Regions from separate parts of the Mus musculus genome. Here regions 2, 3 and 4 are each linked to region 1. The links are chromatin contacts, called in public HiChIP or PLAC-seq, Micro-C and promoter capture Hi-C maps. All regions are on one chromosome and are shown on one strand. The core of a region is the stretch at or near the end of the contact, and the rest is flanking DNA. Distances in the headings are between cores, read along the strand shown. Region 1 holds the start of Yy1 (YY1 transcription factor). Region 2 holds the start of Rtl1 (retrotransposon Gaglike 1). Region 3 holds the start of Ccdc85c (coiled-coil domain containing 85C). Region 4 has its middle 52 kb from the start of Dlk1.

What was found. Promoter capture Hi-C pulls out the DNA fragments that hold promoters and counts their contacts. A called contact is a pair of places that touch in the nucleus more often than the background predicts. HiChIP or PLAC-seq counts read pairs in DNA pulled down with a chosen protein or histone mark.
Region 2: a promoter capture Hi-C map of hippocampal neurons shows a contact between it and region 1, with 4 times the contacts expected there. The contact joins the promoter of Rtl1 here to the promoter of Yy1 in region 1. A contact is called at or near these places in 3 of 39 promoter capture datasets (the 3T3-L1 cell line and hippocampal neurons).
Region 3: a contact with region 1 is called in a Micro-C map of embryonic stem cells, with 5 times the contacts expected there. The contact joins the promoter of Ccdc85c here to the promoter of Yy1 in region 1. A contact is called at or near these places in 2 of 39 promoter capture datasets (liver and pre-B cells), 3 of 484 Hi-C or Micro-C datasets (all in embryonic stem cells) and 2 of 115 datasets of contacts at active chromatin or transcription factors (astrocytes and extraembryonic endoderm stem cells).
Region 4: a contact with region 1 is called in an H3K4me3 HiChIP or PLAC-seq map of embryonic limb bud, with 4 times the contacts expected there. The contact joins the enhancer-like site here to the promoter of Yy1 in region 1. A contact is called at or near these places in 3 of 39 promoter capture datasets (cranial neural crest, embryonic stem cells and pre-B cells), 3 of 484 Hi-C or Micro-C datasets (myocytes, uterus and ventricular fibroblasts) and 2 of 115 datasets of contacts at active chromatin or transcription factors (embryonic limb bud and embryonic stem cells).

Annotation. Positions count from the first base shown.
Region 1 is chr12:108,791,854-108,794,582 of GRCm38.p6, forward strand. Yy1 (YY1 transcription factor) reads left to right here and starts at 1,444. Exons shown (of 5, transcript NM_009537.4): 1 at 1,444-2,238. The coding sequence starts at 1,560.
Region 2 is chr12:109,598,914-109,601,744 of GRCm38.p6, forward strand. Rtl1 (retrotransposon Gaglike 1) reads right to left here and starts at 1,417. Exons shown (of 2, transcript NM_184109.2): 1 at 1,356-1,417.
Region 3 is chr12:108,273,976-108,276,700 of GRCm38.p6, forward strand. It overlaps Ccdc85c (coiled-coil domain containing 85C), which reads right to left and starts at 1,418. Exons shown (of 6, transcript NM_001159910.2): 1 at 363-1,418. The coding sequence starts at 1,158.
Region 4 is chr12:109,400,090-109,402,808 of GRCm38.p6, forward strand. No RefSeq gene overlaps it. Among named protein-coding and RNA genes, the nearest start is that of Dlk1, 52 kb to the right of the region's middle. Within about 2 kb of position 1,267, at least 54 of the 459 cell types and tissues checked have an H3K27ac peak or open chromatin away from gene starts, as enhancers often do.

The DNA of each region.
Region 1 (2,729 bases), core at 194-2,693:
GAAAAAAAAAAGGCAATCTAACTTTATGTTGCTTTAAACCACACCTGGTCTATCGAAAGGAAGCACAGAAGAAACACTTCACTACAATGTATCTTAAGCAATTTGATGATTTGAACAAGGAAAACCTAAGCTGTTACTTATAATAGGGAAATCACAAAAGACATGGAATTTTCAAAGAGCTAAATGCAAAGACTATTTAAAAGGAATATTTTTAAATAGTCCTTTTCGGCAAAAGGAATGTTTATGAGCGAGGAATAGGCGAAGCCTGTGTCAAGTTATTCAAAGATAGAAGGGAGTTTTCAGAAAGCTACAATAGTGGAGTCGCTCGACAGGAGCAGCCAGACCCTTCGTTCCAACAGGCACCCAACGGCTGGGTCTCCGGTTTCCGCGGGTCATAAAAGAATAACGGACACACTTCCAACGGTGAACCCTAGGCTGCGCGCGCCGCTTCCGCTTGCCGCGGTCGCCTTCGCGCGCCGCCCACCGGCACGCGACCAAAGAGCCCGTGGCAGCACACGGTCGGCTACGCCGTCCGTGCCGCTACCGCACGAGACCCCGAGTAACGAGTAAAGGCAAAACGAACGGGAAACCAAAAATCAAGCACAGGCGTTTCTCGTCAGAGCAGACTTTATTGCGGCCACGCGGCCGCCGGTCGCACGCCCCGCCGGCAGCACGCCAGCCCCAGGCGCGCGCCCCCCTTCACCCCAGCTCGTTACCGTGCGCCTGGGTCGCGCGGAAAGTTCGCCGGCTCCCGAGGCGTAAGGCGCAGCGCCGACGCCCCACTCCTGTCAGCGACTGGGGCCCCGGAGCGGCACTTTTGTCACTGTTGCACCGCGGACGCCGGGGTTCGCGCGACGCCGAGCGCCGTAAGGCGACGGCGGCGCGGAGCTGACGTCACGCGCCGGGGGGGCCAGCCAGCGCGCGTGCGGGCCGCCACGCCCCCTACCCCAGCGGGGGCCCCCCCAATCGGGAGGACCCTGGTTGGGAGTAGGCGGGGCCCCGGCGCCTCGAGGGGCCCTGCGATTGGTAGCGAGGGAGGAGCGAGAGCCGGAACAGCGAGTGGGGAATCGGGGACGGGGCGGGGCCGAGAGCCCCGCGGAAGTCTCGCGAGGCCGAGCCGGAGCAGAGTGTGGCGGCGGCGGCGGCGGCGAGATCTGGGCTCGGGGTTGAGGAGTTGGTATTTGTGTGGAAGGAGGCGGAGGCGCAGGAGGCAGGGGGCAGCGTAACGCCGGCCCGGAGGGCGGGAGGAGGCGCGGCCACAGCCAGGGCAGGCAGCCGAGGCGAGGCGAAGGCAGGCGGGGAAGCAGGACAGGCAGCGGCCGAGCGAGCGAGCGAGCCAGCGCGGGGCGCACCGATCTCGGGAGGCGGGGAAGCCCCGCGGCCGCCGCGCCCGCCCCTTCCCCCGCCGCCCGCCCCCTCTCCCCCCGCCCGCCCGCTGCCTTCCTCCCTCTGCCTTCCTTCCCCACGGCCGGCCGCCTCCTCGCCCGCCCGCCCTCCCTCCCGCAGCCCAGGAGCCGAGGCCGCCTGCCGCGGCGGCCGTGGCGGCGGAGCCCTCAGCCATGGCCTCGGGCGACACCCTCTACATCGCCACGGACGGCTCGGAGATGCCGGCCGAGATCGTGGAGCTGCATGAGATCGAGGTGGAGACCATCCCGGTGGAGACCATCGAGACCACGGTGGTGGGCGAGGAGGAGGAGGAGGACGACGACGACGAGGACGGCGGCGGCGGCGACCACGGCGGCGGCGGGGGCGGCCACGGGCACGCCGGCCACCACCATCACCACCACCACCACCACCACCACCACCCGCCCATGATCGCGCTGCAGCCGCTGGTGACGGACGACCCGACCCAAGTGCACCACCACCAGGAGGTGATCCTGGTGCAGACGCGCGAGGAGGTGGTCGGCGGGGACGACTCGGACGGGCTGCGCGCCGAGGACGGCTTCGAGGACCAGATCCTCATCCCGGTGCCCGCGCCGGCCGGCGGCGACGACGACTACATAGAGCAGACGCTGGTCACCGTGGCGGCGGCCGGCAAGAGCGGCGGCGGGGCCTCGTCGGGCGGCGGTCGCGTGAAGAAGGGCGGCGGCAAGAAGAGCGGCAAGAAGAGTTACCTGGGCGGCGGGGCCGGCGCGGCGGGCGGCGGCGGCGCCGACCCGGGGAATAAGAAGTGGGAGCAGAAGCAGGTGCAGATCAAGACCCTGGAGGGCGAGTTCTCGGTCACCATGTGGTCCTCGGGTGAGTGCAGGCGGCGCGCCGCCGCTCGGGATGTTTTTGTTTTGAAGGGAAGCCATGTTTTATGTGTGTGATGGGCGCCGCCATCTTCTCCGCCCGGGCAAGTATGGCGGCCCCAAAAGATGGCGGGGGCGGCGGGCCGCGAAGATGGCGGCGCGGGGGAGGGGCGGCGCCCGGCTAGGCCGCAATGGCGTAGTTTGTGCGAGCGGAAGCGGGCTGGGGCGGCGGGCGGGGAGGGAGGGGCCAGCGCCCCTCCACGCCCGAGCCAACGGACGTGCGGCGGGGCCGGTTGAGGGCGCCGCCCCGCGCCGGACCACCCGCCGGGCGTTGACAGGGCCGTGGCGCAGGGCGGACGCGCGCCGCTCCCCCGCCGTCCCCCGGGGGCTGTCGGGGCCCCGCCCCGCTCGGCTCCGCTCAGCTCGGCCCCCTCGGACGCGAAGCGTCTCCCCGAAGCCCTTCCCGGAGCGGGCGGCGCATAGCCCCGCCGCAGCTGC
Region 2 (2,831 bases), core at 167-2,666, 810 kb after region 1:
TTAAACATGTGCAAAAACCTCATCACGTCTGAGCCTCTAAATAAATTCCAAACTTCTCTGCATAGTCCCCAACTCGGCCATGTAACTCCTCTAATTGAAACCTTTCCTTGGTGTCTACATTAATCATAGCTCCTTGGCTTGCCCTGAGAGTCAAACTTTGGCATTCTCTCCACATAGAAAGTCAGAGTGTTTGGGCACGATCTTAAATGTGTGCCTGTTCACTTTCCTAGTTATGATTTCTCGGTGTTTCTTGTTGCTTGTAATAATAAAGTCCAAAGCTGTTAGCCATAAAATATGTTTTATCATTCATTCTACAAGCTTATCTCCCACAAGCAAGCAATCTCACCATTAAGTTTTTTTTTTTTTTTAAAGCCTTTTGGCAGAAGCCCAAAGCCCTTAGTGTGATAGAAATTTTTGATTTCTCAAAATAAAGTCCAGATTTCTACCCCAGAAACTTAAATTGATTCACAAAACTCCCACTTAAAATCTTCTCCTACATTTCCAGTAACACTGAAACAACCCACTGTCTTTGCGTGACACCCTCGTTTGACTACTCCATTCTTCACGTCCAGCCTTACAAACTTCCTGCCCGCAACACAAAGCCCACGCGCTTTAGCACTCAGTGGAGCCTGGGGCAAGTATCGCTCCTGTGGAAAACATATAGGTGCTTCCCTGATTTGGGAAATTGAGAGCTTAAGTTGTTTTGCATGAAACATAAATTTTAAACTTTGTATAGCTTCCTTCCTCGTTTCTCCACAGGTGTTCCTGTTGAAAGACTTGAGTCTTTCCTAAGCCAAATTTGATTTTGCTGTTTTTCAATCAAAAAGTTTTTGCATTTTGTATTTTTTTAGTCTTCAGTTCACCCAACAGTCTTTTCTCTTTTTTTTTCTTTTTTGGCTTAGGTATCCTGCTTGGACCCTAAAGAACTTGAGACAGTACCACCGGGTAGCCACCATGCCACGAACATTAAGGATCTGCTGAGGGTACGAGCCCCCCTGTCGCAAGAGAAGGGAAGTGCTACACCAGGTAGGTGGCCCAGCTCAGGGGTCTGCCCCTCTGAGTGGACTTGGGACATGTTGGAATGCTGTCTTCCCTCTCTGATGTCTTATTTTACAATCACCTCAACTTCCCTTGCCTCCTCTACCGAAGCCCATTCTGCTTGCCTCTAGGTCATGCAGACGAGACACTTGTCCGTCTTTCAGATGTGTCTCAATGTATGTTCTCAAACCTTACATAATATCTTTTTGAAAATGTCTATAAAAATCTAGACCTAGTGCCTAGGGTGGGAATGTACCCTTTGGGTCTTTCTCAGACCCTCTGCCCCACAACATTGAAGACAGACACCCCAGTCTCACCACTGTTAGCGCCTGCCCGAGAGCGAGACTTGGTCACGTTAGCTCCTTGATTGCCTCTGAGCAAGTGGCCCATGGTGTCAGGGCTGCCACGGAGCATCTATGAAGGGTTCAGTGGGGGGGGGGCAGGGGGGGCAAATCCCTCAGCGAATACCTTTCCCTGTACAGTAAAGGAAATCTGATTTTAAAAATAGAGCTTGGGAGAGGAGAGGAGAATGTATTTAGGAGCAGAGTTGAATGTTCAGCATGGGCTGGGGTGGGGTGGGGGTGTGAGGGTGGAGGAATTAGGGGAAAGGTGAGGACAGAGGAGAAGGACATGAGGCCCCTAAGAGCTCAGGAGGACAGTGAAGCCACGTAGAGGAGTTGAGGGCAGCCATGGCTCTCAAAGACCTTCTTTGCTATACCTGGGGTCTTGGCTGCAGGATGAAGACCCCTGTTACTTTGGATTTCTTTTATGAGTCATTCGGTGGCACTTAAGTGGTGCTTAAGCCTTCAGGCCTATAGAACTAAGTTTCCTCAGAATAAAGACTCTTTTTTTTTTTTTTTTTTTTTTTTGTCATTGCTCCACTGCCCTGGCCTTCTGGTGGTATGGATGGACATGGAGCACTAGAACAGGGGTAATTGTGCCAGGACAATAAGGGACACAAATTATGTTATTTACTTATTTTGTTTTTCACAAATGTCAGGGTCAAGATGTGCCCTTGGTGGGTGGAGCCCTAGGGTCCTTGTTGCATCTCCTAGTGGAGAAGAGTAGTTTTTGGTCCCTCTTCCTATTCAGCTTGCTGGATGGGCTAAGCCATACCCTCATCGGGGCTTCTTAAAAGGAGCTTGGGTCTAATGCTGTGGTTCCAGTGCCACTGGAGTCTGCAGGGCTACCCACTGGTCTTGCCCATTCCACCCTGGCTTGGGCATTTGAGAGGAGAGAGCCTTTATCTTTCTTTTCTGCATAGCCACATTGTTCTCCTTACTCTGTAGTCTGGATAAAAAGCCTCCATCATCAGGCCTTCATCCCTATGGTGGGGCAACTAAGCTCTTTTGAAGGGAGAATCCAATGACTCAGGATAGAGAGTGAATCAAAGTAAGTTGATGGGCATTTCTTGCACTATACCCTCAGCTTGTTGCATCCGGAGGCAGAGCTGTGCCCTTGACCCAGCAGCCTTGTGTCCTGGCTCCTTCATGTTTAACTGGAAGCATGGGGGTCAGCTCGGTCACTCTCCCAGAATAACTGTGGAGGGGTGGGGGGAGAGTATGCCACTCTGGGAGGGGCTGTGGGGCTGTGCAGGAGCACCAACCCCCCCTTCTTCTTTGGGTTGCCCAGTTGCATAGCCAATCAGCTGCTCCTGAGCCTAAACTTTCCTTTCAAGGCATGTGGGCAGAGATGAGCCTTGGATGGAGATGCAGCCTGCGCAGCTGCTAGCCCCGCTGGGGCCTTGACTTTGCACATGGCCTTCTCTTCCTACCCCTCAGTTTCCCCTTGGC
Region 3 (2,725 bases), core at 168-2,667, 520 kb before region 1:
TAAGTGAGTTTGAGGGACTCCAACCAGAAGGGAAAATTCACTTGCTTTAGCTTAGGGGCCTTTCATAGTCTTCCAAGAAAAACTCTCCTCTGCCCTCAAGTGTTTTCAGGGTAGGATGAGAGACACCCCTCGACAGCCCCAGAGTGCCAGCTGGTAACACAAAAAGCTGCGGAGGAGAAACTTTTTTCTGCGGCATCAGCTAGACAGGGACACCACCACGCCGAATGCTCCATTTGCTATGCCAGCTGCGGAAGGGTCTGAAGGTGCGACCCCACCCCCACCCCGCACCTGTGAGGTCTCCAGAAACTACTACTGCTTCACGACAGACACCCATGGGCTTCCGATCCCGGCGAGATGCTTACCGTGCAGGCCGTTAGGGATGCTTCGGTGGTGCGGCGGCGCTGACAGGTCATCCAGAGACCGGCGCGTGGCTCCGGCCTTGCCGTCCGGAACCTTGTGCGGCCCCGGGGGCAGCAGAGCCGCTGGGACGTGGTGGTGGTGGTCCGGGCTGCCGCCGCTGCCCGCACTGGACGTGCTGCTGCCGTCGCCAACGTCGCGGGCCCCCGAGCCCGCTGCGCTCCCCGCCAGGGGCCCGCTCAGGCTGGCCTGGCTGTCGATGGAGCTGCGGGAGCCCGCGCCGCCGCCGCCGCCGCCAGCGCCCCCCGCCGCCGCCAGCGCCGCGCGCTCCTCGTCCAGCAACAGCACCAGCTCTTTCAGCTCCAGGTTCTCGCGCAGCAGGGCCTCCTGGCGCGCCTCGAGCTCCCGTAGCTTCTGCTGCGAGCGGGCCACCTCGTGCCACACGGCGCCGGCCGCGTGGCGTCCGAAGCGCTGCCACTCGCGCGCCAGCTTGCGCCCTTTCTGCCGGTCGTCGTCCAGGAAACAGCAGAGCTCACGCAGCTCCTGATTGTCGTCCTGCAGCCGCTGGTTCACGTCCTTGAGGCCGCGGATCTCCAGCAGGTGCTGCTGCAGCCGCCGGTTCACGTCGCGCATCAGGCCGCCGTGCTCCAGCATGAGGCCCACCTTCTCGCCCTCGGCGCGCCGCAGCCGCCGCGCCAGCTCCTCCTTGCTCCAGCGCAGCAGTTCCTCGTCCGGGACCTGGCTCAGCTCCTCCGACGCCGCCGCTGCAGCCGCCGCCGCCACCGCCGGGGGCTTCGCCATGGCGGGGCCGTCACCGCGGCATCGCCCTCGCCCGCGCCGGGCCGGCGCTCCCCGCGCCGGGGCTTCTCTGGGCTCGGCCACGCGCGCGCGGGGGGCGGCTGGGGACGCGTGCGGCCCGCCCTTCGCCGCCTCGCGCTCCCTCCCGCGGCCCCCTCTGGGGTCACCCGAGAGCCCGCGCACGCCTCAGGACTGAGGAACCGGGACCGTGGCTGCGTCGGCGGCCGCGGTGCCCCGGCTCTCCGAGCTCGGGCGCAGCAGGCGGAGGCCCGCCCCCGGCCCCGCTCCCGGAGCCCCAGCTGCCCCGCCCACCCCGGGCGGAGAGGGGGCGGGGCGCCGCCGTTGGGCCACGCCTCCGAAAGGGAGGCGGTCAGAGGAGTGGCAGGCCCCCGAGGTCCCCCTACGCGGTGCGCCGGCCCGCCGGGCGCCCTGCCAGAGGCGCGCTCGAGCCACGGTCCCGCCCTCCCACAGGTCTGATTGGCCAGGTTCGGGGGTGTGCGGGAGGGGCGGGGCGCGCGCGGGGAGGCTGAAAAGATGGTATCTTCCAACCGCGGGGCCTTGCACCCTCCTCCCCCCCACACTCCCGGTTCAAGTTTCTTCGCCCGGAGGACGCGGCCTGGGCCAATCCCAGGACTACAAGGGGTTTTAAAATGCAGGTAGGGCTAGGGGGTGGCGGGGACCGGTGGGAAAGGTAGGGCAGGGCTTCCCTTAAAGGCGACGCGCGAATTTACGCGTCCCTTATCCGGCCAGCGTCCCTGACCCTCCCTTTCTCACCCTTAATAAACAGATGCCCACCCGGCGAGCACAGCTCTCTCCCTCCCTCCCTCCCTCTCGGGGGCACCAGAGTTCGGTACAGTCCGAGAGAGGAGGAACAATAGGACCCTGACATGGGGGGTCGGGCAGGGCTGGTCTTTGTCCCTTTCCGGGCCACCGACCAGAGCCACCTGGGTCCCTGCCTAATATTGCAGCGGGGCTGTCTTCCCACCCCTAGCCCAAGACCGTGGAGCCTTGCCAGCCTTATCTCAGGGCCAGATCTCTCTCCCTTCTTCCCCTGACGTGGTGGGAGCCGAGGACCTGCCCTTTTCCCAGAGCAGTTCTCCGAGCCCTTCCCTTCCGCGCACTACACCGCTAAATCCCTGGGATTGGAAGAACATGCAGTTCGCTAGGTGGAAACCCCTGAGAAAGGCGAGGGAAGGTCTTCCACCCTGGCCAGATAGCTGGGGTCCATAGGTACTCAGCGACCGCAGAACCTTCTTCCCTCGCCCCGCATCGCTGCGGAGCATACGGATCTTCCCACACCTATAAATCCCGTCCCCTAAGCGCATTTAACAGCGCTTCTGCAGCCAGCGGGCCGAGGGAAGGATGCGTTTCCCCTGGACCTACAAGGAGATAACCCACTCTGCGCGCGCACAAACCGGGGTAAGCTACCCGGGCCTGGAGCGCGTGCCCGCGCAGCAGCTGACATCCCCCTTTTACAGTTACTCAGCCGTTTACTAAACCACCTCATGTGCCCTCTTACACCTTCCCCATCCCGGGGGAATTCTACCGGGACAAGAGGCCACTGCTCTCT
Region 4 (2,719 bases), core at 17-2,516, 610 kb after region 1:
AGCAAAAACCTTCCCGGTCGCTAGGCTCAAGGTATAGGCCTTGCCAGCCTCCAACTGTCAATACTGCCCCCGTGTCTTTAAAAAGCAGCTCGTGAGGTCTGCCTGGTGAGATGGCTCAGTGGGTAGTTTCTTGCTTCCAAACTTCATGACTTGAGTTCCAGACCCGGGACCCACATGGTAGAGGGAACAAACTGACTCCTGAAAGGTGGCCTCTGACCTTCACATCTGTGCCATGGCAGTACCCCATCCTCACACACAAATTAAATAAATAAGTGTAGTAAAAATGTTTAAAGCCTGTGAAATGTTTAAAGCCAGCATGATGGCCATGAGTCACACCGGGCTATGATGCGCTTGAAACGTAGTTGGTTTCGGAATGAAATGCGCCGTGACAGCCACACATCGGAGTTCAGAGATGCAAGTGGTGAGGGATATAAGCTGTCTCGTTCACATTTCATATTCATCCTGATTGTGTGCTGAGACGGCGATGGTTTGCCTTCGATGAATGAAATATGTTGTTAAAATGATTTCATCTGCTCATTTTACTTTTTAAAACATTTCAAGTGCCTTCTGGGACTTGCCTTTTAATTCCTCGGGACTGCATTTTTCTGGAAGGGAAATGCTAGGCAGAAGCCACTTCTTGGTGGTGAGATTACAAAGACCCCCCACCCCCTTTTGTTTATAATTTCCTAAACTTTGCAGTGATCTCAACGCTAGCCTTGCTTGATACACAGAAAGGCGCAGGAAAGTATTACGACTGAGCCTCAGAGCTTGCTGGCCACACAGACAGGCTAATCAGCCACCCTGAGGAGACTGTCAAGCAAGAGCAGGAAAATGAAAGAGGGGGGCTTTGAGGGAAACTGGGGTGACAGCTGGGCCTCAAGGCTCAAGAGCACAGAGGAATGGCAGACAGGGCCCCAATGAGGACCACGAGGAAGTCTTTCTAGCACGGTTTGGGTCCGGCACAGGAACCTTTCCAATACACGACAGGAAGCTCTTCGCTTCCAGCCAGGACGCAGAACAACCTGTGCAGCAAGCCCTTCATGTCTCTCTGAGGAAAGACGATTGTTCTAAAGTGAGCTTGAGTTTGAGGGGCCCACCTCCCAGGCTACAAGATACTCAGGTAGCCAGAACACCCTTAGAGCCAACATGCCAGGAGTCAATTATCATGTCCCTCGGTTCTAACCCTAAGAGAAGGGACCGTCATGTCACAGATGAACAAGTGTGGTGCGGGGGTCCGTTACTTTGCTCTGGCCACAGTGGTCCTCAGTGGTGTGAACTTACCTGTTCCAGCCACCAGAGGCGCTGTGGGAGGCAACCTCAGGCATGGAACCCAGCGGGAGAAGAGAAAAACAAGATTCATGTTTCATAAGAGGGGGGAAAAAAAAAACAGTGACGTTGGTTTTATGTTTTATTTAACCTGATCTACCCAAACCGTAGAATTCTGACATCAAATCAGCATAAAATGTATGTACAAGAACCCAGGTTCTTTCATGATAGGCTCTGCTTCTTTTGAAATCCAGCCTGCTCTATGTTTATTTAAATCTCGACAGATTAAGTACACTGTGTGTTCAACAGTCACACACAACTCATGACTACAGAATCAGACAGTGATGTCCTAGAATCTACACATGTAAAGAACTAGTCTCTAGTGACAGCAGGGTCTACCTGGCCAAGGCCGTGGTGCTGGAGGCAGGAGTCTGAGGCTATCTTCTCTGGGTTCTCTGAGGAGGCGCTCCAGTACTGACTAGCCCTGCCTTCCTCCACACATAACAGGAAGAAAGGATCAGGCCTGTCCCCTGACAGTGGACTGAGAGTGAATTGAATAAGGCTCGATGGTCCCTGGGGGTGGCAAGCTCCTTCAGCCTCGGCTTGCCTGGGATTTTAGTGTCTTCATTGGGCTGGCATTATGTGTCACGAATCCTGGGTCATGAGGCCACATCCTGTGCCTCTCTGAATCCAGATGAGCCACTTTTGCTTCTGTGTGTTTCCGTTCTCCAACCCAGAGACAGTAAGTATAAACCCCCTACTTAGTGAAGGCGCTGGTTGTTGGAAGAGGCGCACAGTAGGGACAGGACAGGAAGCAGCACCTCTCATTTTTCTTGCTCTCACCCCAGTGTCGCCCCCCCCCCTCCCGAAGTTTCCCCTCTACTCCAGGAACAGAGTCTGTTCTGGCCCGACTCCCTCTCAGGAGACAGATAAGGCCTACTGCGCATGACTGGGTCTCGGCAGCCGGAGGCCTCCTGCTGCTCGATAGCTGCAGGGCCCCTCAGCCGGCCTCTTCTTGCAAGGCCAAAGTTGGCTGGGTCCTCTGCACAAGAGCACAGCAGTGCCGTGTGAACAGGATGCATGTGGGGCCTCCATACCTATCGGGTGGTTGATGGCATGGTGACACATAGCTGACCCTCCTATGTTTGTTAATAACTTCTGTTCCCTATGGGAAGCTGGCTGGCCTCCAGCTGAGTACACAGCAGTGTTCACAGCCTATATGAGCTAACGCCTCTCCCAAGACACCTTGGGTTCTCTTCTGGGGAGGATTCCACATCAGCAACATTACATGGCAAGGCAGCGCCTTCAATTAGGGAATAGCTAGATGTTCCTAAGTATGATGGGGAAGTAATTCTCTGGCCAACAGAGTTTAATCAAAATGTTTTATGCAAGACGTATGCCTGACCCTGACAAATCGCCCCTCTCTTCCTGGAAATTAAACAAATATATTGTC